3 separate regions of the Mus musculus genome follow, and all the other regions are linked to region 1. A link is a contact called in public HiChIP or PLAC-seq data. All regions are on one chromosome and are shown on one strand. The core of a region is the stretch at or near the end of the contact, and the rest is flanking DNA. Distances in the headings are between cores, read along the strand shown.

Region 1 (2,700 bases), core at 99-2,598:
TTTCTATGGATAGACAAACACTTAGCTCTTTCTAGATTCTCATTTTAAGGCTTGCTTTTCATGATTTGGGGGTATTTGATTCTCCCCCCTCTGCACTCAGACTATAAACTTTAAAGCTAACTTCAAAAAAACTTCACAATTACTTTAATAGTGACATGTTTGACTGCCGATTCTTATTTTTTGATCAAGGTAGTGGATCAACCTTGAGAGTTTTCAGTTCTTCAAAATGGAGTTCATGAGTCAGAGCCATTTTCAGGTGAAGTGTAATGGTTCCTACCATTGTGCATTCAACACTGTTAACCATTAATCATCACGACCTTAACACACATAACTTGGGTGTAGGAGAGAGCATTAAAAAAAAACATTTTATGCACCTGCTTCATAAGGAAAAATTAAACCCGAGTTTCTCACATAAGTCTTAAGCTCATATATATGCATGTTAGTGTAATTTGTGTAATAAATCAACCCTATTTGGCTTGTCTTTTCTGTAGTCGGCTAAGCAAATGAGTACCACCTCATTAAGGAACATCTGGTGAGTAATTTTCACCTGGTTTGAATATGTGATTTTTTTTTTACACTGAGATGTTATCTCATCATTAATTAAACATCACCATGAATTTTATTCGTCTCCTTTCCTCACCCCACTTGTAGAATTTTTCTTGGTGGGTAATGGGACTTTTGCTAAAATGTAATTGCATTTACTTGTACAAAGACAATTTCCACCCTCTTAAATCAGTGTAAAAGGCCTCATGCTGTGCTTGCAGACTACAGAAAAAAAAATATGTTGCTGTGTATAATTCTGTATTTGCTTGAGAATTTCCAAGATGGGCAACCTAACCTCTACCTTTTAGGTAATTGAAACTTACATGGAAAGGATTGGGAAAGCGCATGTCTCTGCTTGTACGCTCTAGTATTAAACATGAATCTCATCGGACAATAAAAATGACGTGCTTGGAGACAGGGCAGTGCACGGGAGCATTCATACAAAGGCAACGCCAGTAAAGAGATTCAGAGAGCAGCACTCAGGCTGCTCAAGAACAAGATCCGGAGCAGGTGGGTACAGAAAAAAAACGTCCAGGAAGGCCTCAAGGCAGCCAAGACCAGGATGCCAGGGATGGGAGAGCTCCCCTCCGGCTTGAACGCCATTGGATCCCTGGGCTGCACCAGTCGCCAGGGTTTCTGAAGACCCCTGCCAGCATCGCCGCTGGCCTGCTGGTCAAGAATGCCGGGGCTCGCGCAGGTTGCCACGCGGTGGCTGCCGCCCCAGCGGTGACTGTCGCGAACCTTGCCTAGCCGCGGCGCTCGGGAGCTGCGCCGGCTGCAGCTGGTGCTGGCCGGGCGGAGGCGCGGCCGGTCCCGTCGGGGCGGGGCCGGGGCGGGGCGTCGGGCCGCGCGGCAGGTGTGGGCGCGCGGAGGTGGCACAGCCCGCGGCGCTTTCTTTCGACCTGCGCACAACGCGGGACGCAGAGGCGCGCGCGGGGTGCGTGGAGGCCGCAGGTAAGCGGGCCCGGGCGCGCGGCGAGCCACCCTGGGGTTGGTGGGAGCCGAGGGACGAGGCGGCTCGGCGGCGCGCGTGGGGAGCGGAGGCGCGGTCCCGCACAGCCACCCGCGCTCGGCCACACGCTCGGGCCGCGCGCGATCCTCGAGCGCGCAGGGAAGCAGAGCGCGGCGTGCGTGCTGGAGCGCTCTCCGCTGGGGAGTCCCCGCGTTGCCCACGCACCATTTCAAACTCTGGGTGCTTTGGAAACTTCCCGGGGGCTTCTCCGGTGGAGTGCACAGAAACGAGGCGTGCGGTGAGAACCCCCACAGCCGAGGATTCGCTTGTTTTCAGTTCGTACTCGTATGGTGGAAAAAGGATGAAGGATGTTCGTCAGCTCCTGCCCCTTCTCTCCGTGACCCTCCCTTGGAAGGGCCGGCTCCTCGGCTGCTGCAGGGTTTCCTCAGCCAGGCAGTGGCCGCGTAGGGAGCAGCGAAACAAGCTTAGGTGGCCTCCTAAAGAGCTAAAGGACAGGGACAGGCAATGGGGCTCACAACCTGCACCAAGGGTTGGAGCTGTGGCCCTCCTGCCTGGGGACTGCTTCTGGAATCCGAATCCCGTCTTTCAGCTTCCTCATTGAAATCCTGGCACCTTTGAAGTGGAATTAGAGGGGGAAGTAGGCACGAATTTTTTATTTTTATTTATTTATTTATTTTGCGGGAGTTTATTACCTGTGGATTAAAATACTTGGTGAACGGGAGTTTCGACAATGCTCAGTTTTATCATTTGTTTTGAGAAAGTTTTGGTTGACTTGATTTTTGTTTTAAGTGATTTAAAAGTGACGCTCGACTTTAGGTTTATTGAGTTTCTCGTGTTTGGTTGGAGGGGAGCTAACTTTTTAAGTTGTTTCCCACTGTCATTCTGGTTATTGTTCAGTATCTCCAGAGGCAGTTCCGTAGGTATTTTATTTTGATTTTTATCATCAAAAAAAAAAAGGCTTAAAATAATATTGTGCGGTTGTCCCCCACCAAGGAAGTAATATAGTTCGCTTCCTTTCTCCTTTGTAACTTGTACAGGGCCTCTTGAAAACTAGGTTGGGTCCCCAAATAGGCATTTTTGATTCGTGTTTAATAGACTTTTTTTTGGAGGTGGGGTGGGCCTTCTGGAAACTTTTCTTTTACATCATATTAGGTCTTTATTTTATACGTAGGTATTGCCTTCAT
Region 2 (2,700 bases), core at 125-2,624, 460 kb before region 1:
TGAAGGAGATAGCCCAGCTTAGACCTCTGTCCCCCAAAAGCACACACACACACACACACACACACACACACACACACACACACAAAGTGTATGCACACCTGTACACACCTATGTGCACACATACAAATGTGTGCATACACATGCATACCATAGACTGGGAGACTATAGGCAAAGCATACAGAGACAAAATAGTGTCACATCCTCTCCAGTCCCTGTTTTGAGAGTACAAAAAAATGTAGATGACCCATATGGGGCTGGACAAAGGTGGGAAGGCACTTAGATCAACCCAATCATACTGATCACTGGAAAGCCACACGAACCCACTTACTATATGATTAAGGAAGTGCCCTGATTCTCAAAAGAACCCTGAGTTCATTTTCAAAATGAATTTTCTATATTTAGACAGAATCTGGAATTCTGCAGAAAGTGTATTAGTCATAGATCATACTGATTCCTTTATAGTTGTGTAAAAAAATTTCACTTTCTGACCCATGAGACACTAATCATGAATGTTCAAAATCTCTGAGCTTAGAGGCAGAAAGACATTTGGATCCAATATTTCTAGCTGAAAGGCTGGTAATGTACCTTAGTGGTAAGGTTTTTGCCTAGCATGTGCAACTTGATCAAAAAGGAAAAAAAAAGCATACAATATGACGTAATGCTTTGATTCTGCACTACTTTGGGCAACTTGCACAACCTCCCTAAACCTCTTCATCTAAAGTAGTGGTTATCAACCTGTGAGTTGTGACCCCCTTGGGGTTAAGCAATTCTTTTTTTCATAAGGGTCACATATCAGGTATACAGCATATCAGATATTTACATTATGATTCATAACAGTAGCAAAACTACAGTTATGAAGTAGCAATGAAATAATTTTATGGGTGAGGGTCACAACAGCATGAAGAACTGTATTAAAGGGCTGCAGCATTGGGAAGGCTGAGAACCACTGCTCTAAAGCATAAAGGTAACACATTTTAGCTTAGCAGGTTGCTTGTTTAAATCCATGAACTGATCTAAATAAGTATTGATAATAGACTATGACTCATTTTTACTGTTTGGGAATTTCATATTGTATATAAGTATGCTTTAATCAAACATGCCATCCCCATTTCTTCCCTTCAAAATCCTCTTATACACACACCACTTTCCCTCCCAACTTCATGTGTTCTGTTTTTGATAAACATTTAGCTCTGCCTGTACGTGCATGAGTGTAGGACCATGAATTGAAGCACAGGTAGTCTCTTAACTGAATCCATGAACAACAAAGAGCCTCCCTCCCACAGCAGCCATTACCATCTTCACAACTGGGGAATTCGTGAGGCCTCTCCCTGATCCATGCTGGCAGTCACAGCCACGGTGAGTTCATGTGTGCAACCCTTGTGCCACGCCCAGCAAATACTGTTTCACTGCAGACATCCCCTAGCTGCCTCTTATGATCTTGCTGCTCCCATTCCTTTTGCTCTTACTGACCCTTGAGTAGAAAGTGTGTGATACAGACATCTCATTTTGAGCTGACCACTGAATGATCTCTTACGCTCTACACATTGGCAAGTTGTGGATCTTTGTATTAATTACCACCTACTATGAAAAGAAGCTCTTCTGCTGAGAATACAGTACTAATCTCAGTATAAATAGATCTCAGTGGCAATTTAATAATACATAGAATAATAATATTGTATTCTCCCCTAGGGCTATGACGTAGCCAGACACATTTGGCCCAGTTAACAATACCAGGCATGAGTTCTGTCTTCTAAAGGGAACTTTTAAACATAAGCAGGAAGCTATAGGTTGTTCTCACTTGTGCCATATTGCACCCCGGGGCATATCTTGCCAGGCTAGTCATTATTGTATCTCATGGAGCTCACAGCTAAGTACAATGGTCGAATACTTTTCTCCCTCCCCCACTACTCTAAATAGAACCTTGTAGCATTATGAAAGTTAGCCAGGAAAGATGAAGCTTCCAGGTTGGTCAAAGCTTGATTTATTTGTGGTCTATGACTCAAGAATATGATATCTTCAGCAATACAATCTTTTTTTCAAGTTCTGAAGAGTAACCAAGTAACCAACATGTACTTCATGTTTCTGGGATCTAAAGGACTTAAGAAATGGCAACCTGGGCTGGAGAGATGGCTCAGCAGTTAAGAGCACTAACTGCTCTTCCAGAGGTCCTGAGTTCAAATCCCAGCAACCACATGGTGGCTCACAACCATCTGTAATGGGATCTGATGCCCTCCTCTGGTGTCTGAAGACAGCTAAAATATACTCATATAAATAAAATAAATAAATCTTTAAAAAAAAAAGAAAAGAAAGAAGAAGAAATGGAAACAAAGATTTTGGGGGGGTTGGTTTGGGGTTTTTTGTTTTTTAGATGGGGTCTCTCTGTGTAATTCTAGATGTCCTGGGTCTTGATAATGAAGACCATGATGGCCTTGAACTCACAAATAACCTCCTACCTTTACATCCTGGGTGACTGGATTAAAGGTGTGTGTTATCACACACAGCTACAACTTAATTTTAAAAGCAATAGACTAAGTAAGGGATTATGAAGATAGTTACTTAAGAGCCATTGTTTGACAGTTGATAGAAATTTGAAGATTTGGGCTCTTTCAGTGCTCTGTAACATATAGAGTATAGTCAGGTGTGTGGTGTGTGTGTGTGTGTGTGTGTGTGTGTGTGTGTGTGTGTGTGTGTGTGTGTGTG
Region 3 (2,700 bases), core at 114-2,613, 510 kb before region 1:
TGTTGGGTAACTTTCCAAATGTCACGGGGGGTGGGGTGGGGTGGGGAAGGTGGAAAGGTGCTGGGATAAGAATTCTCACTATCCCAGTGGCTACACTCCAATGCTGGCACGTCCTCAGGTTTCTCTGATTGCCTCTGGAAGGCAGCCATAGTCTCGGTAAGTGCCAATAAGTGACAATTGTTTAAACAAATCATTTTCATGAATTCCCTGACCCATTTAAGCAGTTCTATATTAATCAGCTGCTGTGATGAAAATAGGCACAGGACTGGTGGCCATACTGGTTAATTTCAAGGACAGTTGCTTGCTGCTGGGTCACAGACCACACAGGTGGAACTGCTATGTCCTAGGATGCCTGGATTTAGGGGATCAAGTTTCACTGTTCTGATACAAGGGTCTGACTGTGACGTGTGTAGCTATTAAGAAGGAAAGGTGGAGAAACAGCCTAAGCAAGGACTTGTACCAATTTATTTCAGGGGCACAAATCCACCCTCTTAAAACCTTGAAGTTCTTTCTTCCCCCCACCACCCCCCCACCCCAGCATTCCTCCTCTGCAAGTCAGAGACTGATAAGGAATGAGAACAGAAAGGCACGAGCCTTACTGTCTCAAGTGGCTTATTGGCATCTCTGAAATTTTCACACAGGGTGGCACCCGTTGGAATGGTTTATACCCTTCAGAGCAATAAAAAAAAATTGTATCCCTCCTCCCTACTCGGTGAGGCAGGAAACATACTAAAAATATCTTAAAAGAAATCTCCTTTGCTCACTGTCTCTCTCTGTCTTTGACTCTCTGCCTTTGTCTCTCTCTGTTCCCCTCTCTCTGTTTCTATTTCTCGCTGTGTGTCTCTGTGTCTCTGTGTATCTCTGTCTCCTGTCCCCTTATCTCTTTACTTCCTCTCTGCTCAACCTTCTCCCCTCCCCTCTCAAGCACATAAGGTGTGACCCATTACTGGAGCCCGTAAGATACGAGTACAAGATTGGACTGGAAGATAAAATGGGAAAGGCTGTTGATAAGGGACCTGAGGATCCCAGCTGGGGTGCTAACCCCGCAGTGAAAGACATCTGCCACGGAGACACAACCCTGAGAGTGAACCATTGCTCTTCCATCATCTTGGGCAAAGCTCCTTGGGGATTACGGTTCTGGTGACCTGTTACAAGCCTCAGGATGGCCAGGAGGAATAGATGAGATCACACCCAGCAGACCATCTGTCAAGGCTCAAAAAAAAAAAAAGCAGTATATTCTCTAAGTTTGCTCTTGCCTCATACAAACCAGAAGCTGCCCTTGATCTTTGGACCTCTTCCCAGGCCCAGGAGAGGTAAAACTCTGATATTGCTTTGGGTGTGGCCCCAGCCAGCCTTGTTAATAAACATTCCTTCCTGTTTCTCCACAACGACAGAGGAGGAGGGAAGCAAGGTCCGAGGACAACAGCAGAGGTCATGCCAGGCGCAGAAGCAACCTGAGCTAGAGCTGAGTCACTCCCTGGTTTTTGTTGTTGTTGTTGTTTTGTTTTGCTTTTTCCTATTTGTGTGGTTCATTCTCTGAGACCAATCACCCTGAGATTAGAGATGCTATGAACTGTAACCTGCCTCTTCCTGTAACTTGCAAATGGGTGAGCAATTTCCATTTTTGTCTTCCCTGTTTTACTTTTCTCATAGCACCAAGAACTTAGTCTTCATTTTCCAGGTGAAGTCTCCCACCCCATTTTTAATTCCCACATCAAAGGAACACTGTACTGGTATACTTAACTTTGTGTCTACTTAAATGCCATTTTAACGGGCTGTTCAAACTCTGTGACTACTTCCCTAGGTTTTAGACTAAAGTGGACTACATTATAAATGAGCAGAATGTCATAATATATAACACCAGTGAAGCCTGAGCTCTATATGTGCTTGGCATGCATGAGGTTCAACTTCCAACATACAAAAACCAAATTTAGTCCTCACTGGCAACTGAAAGCCTGCCTCACTATGTGCGCTCCCACCACTGCCTCTCAGAAGTGCTTCGATTACCCACAGTCCTTTGCCAGATGAGACCAGAGTCCTGCGCGCCTGGCTCTTCCTCTCACTGGATCCTATGCCAAAGATGTAAAATTTGGTGTGGATGTTCGAGCCTTAACGCTTCAGAATGTAGACCTGTTAGCAGATGTGCTAGCTGTTACAATGGGGCCAAAGGGAAGAACAGTGATTATTGGACAGAGTTGGGGAAGTCTCAAAGTCACCAAGGATGGAGGTCACTGTTGCAAAGTCAACTGATTAACAGGAGAAATACAAAAGCATGAGAGCTAAATGTTGCCAATAACACAAAGGAAGAGGCTGGGGATGGCACCACCACTGCCACTGTTCTAGCATGTTCTACTGCCAAGAAGGCCTTTGAAAGGATCAGCAAAAAGGCTAATCCAGTGGAGACCCAGAGAGGTGTGATGGTGGCTGTCGATGCTGTAATTGCTAAGCTTAAAAGAACAATCTAAACCTGGGACAACCCCTGAAGGAATTGGTCAGGTTCCTTCCATTTCTGCAAATGGAGACAAGCATTGGCAACATCATTTCTGATGCAATGACAAAGGCTGGAAGAAAGGGTGTCGTCACAGGGAAGGATGGAAAAAAATCCCTGGATGATGAATTAGAAGTTACTGAAATGAAACTTGATAGAGGATATATTTACCCATATTTTATTAATATATCAAAAGGTCAAAATTGTAAATT

What was found. HiChIP or PLAC-seq counts read pairs in DNA pulled down with a chosen protein or histone mark.
Region 2: a CTCF HiChIP or PLAC-seq map of the NIH/3T3 cell line shows a contact between it and region 1, with 9 read pairs. The contact joins two enhancer-like sites. A contact is called at or near these places in 2 of 15 datasets of contacts at CTCF or cohesin (both in the NIH/3T3 cell line) and 1 of 115 datasets of contacts at active chromatin or transcription factors (the NIH/3T3 cell line).
Region 3: a FOXA1 HiChIP or PLAC-seq map of pancreatic cancer cells shows a contact between it and region 1. The contact joins two enhancer-like sites. A contact is called at or near these places in 1 of 15 datasets of contacts at CTCF or cohesin (the NIH/3T3 cell line) and 2 of 115 datasets of contacts at active chromatin or transcription factors (the NIH/3T3 cell line and pancreatic cancer cells).

Annotation. Positions count from the first base shown.
Region 1 is chr4:88,937,194-88,939,893 of GRCm38.p6, reverse strand. The region is part of intron 1 of Gm49890 (predicted gene, 49890); the gene reads left to right. Among named protein-coding and RNA genes, the nearest start is that of Gm49890, 3.5 kb to the left of the region's middle. Within about 2 kb of position 1,348, at least 144 of the 459 cell types and tissues checked have an H3K27ac peak or open chromatin away from gene starts, as enhancers often do. A contact at or near this core is called in the NIH/3T3 cell line and pancreatic cancer cells, where this site is marked.
Region 2 is chr4:89,401,180-89,403,879 of GRCm38.p6, reverse strand. The region is part of intron 5 of Gm12610 (predicted gene 12610); the gene reads right to left. Among named protein-coding and RNA genes, the nearest start is that of Cdkn2b, 91 kb to the right of the region's middle. Within about 2 kb of position 1,374, at least 10 of the 459 cell types and tissues checked have an H3K27ac peak or open chromatin away from gene starts, as enhancers often do. A contact at or near this core is called in the NIH/3T3 cell line, where this site is marked.
Region 3 is chr4:89,443,939-89,446,638 of GRCm38.p6, reverse strand. All of the region lies in intron 5 of Gm12610 (predicted gene 12610), which reads right to left. It also overlaps the pseudogene Gm12608. Among named protein-coding and RNA genes, the nearest start is that of Cdkn2b, 130 kb to the right of the region's middle. Within about 2 kb of position 1,363, at least 44 of the 459 cell types and tissues checked have an H3K27ac peak or open chromatin away from gene starts, as enhancers often do. A contact at or near this core is called in pancreatic cancer cells, where this site is marked.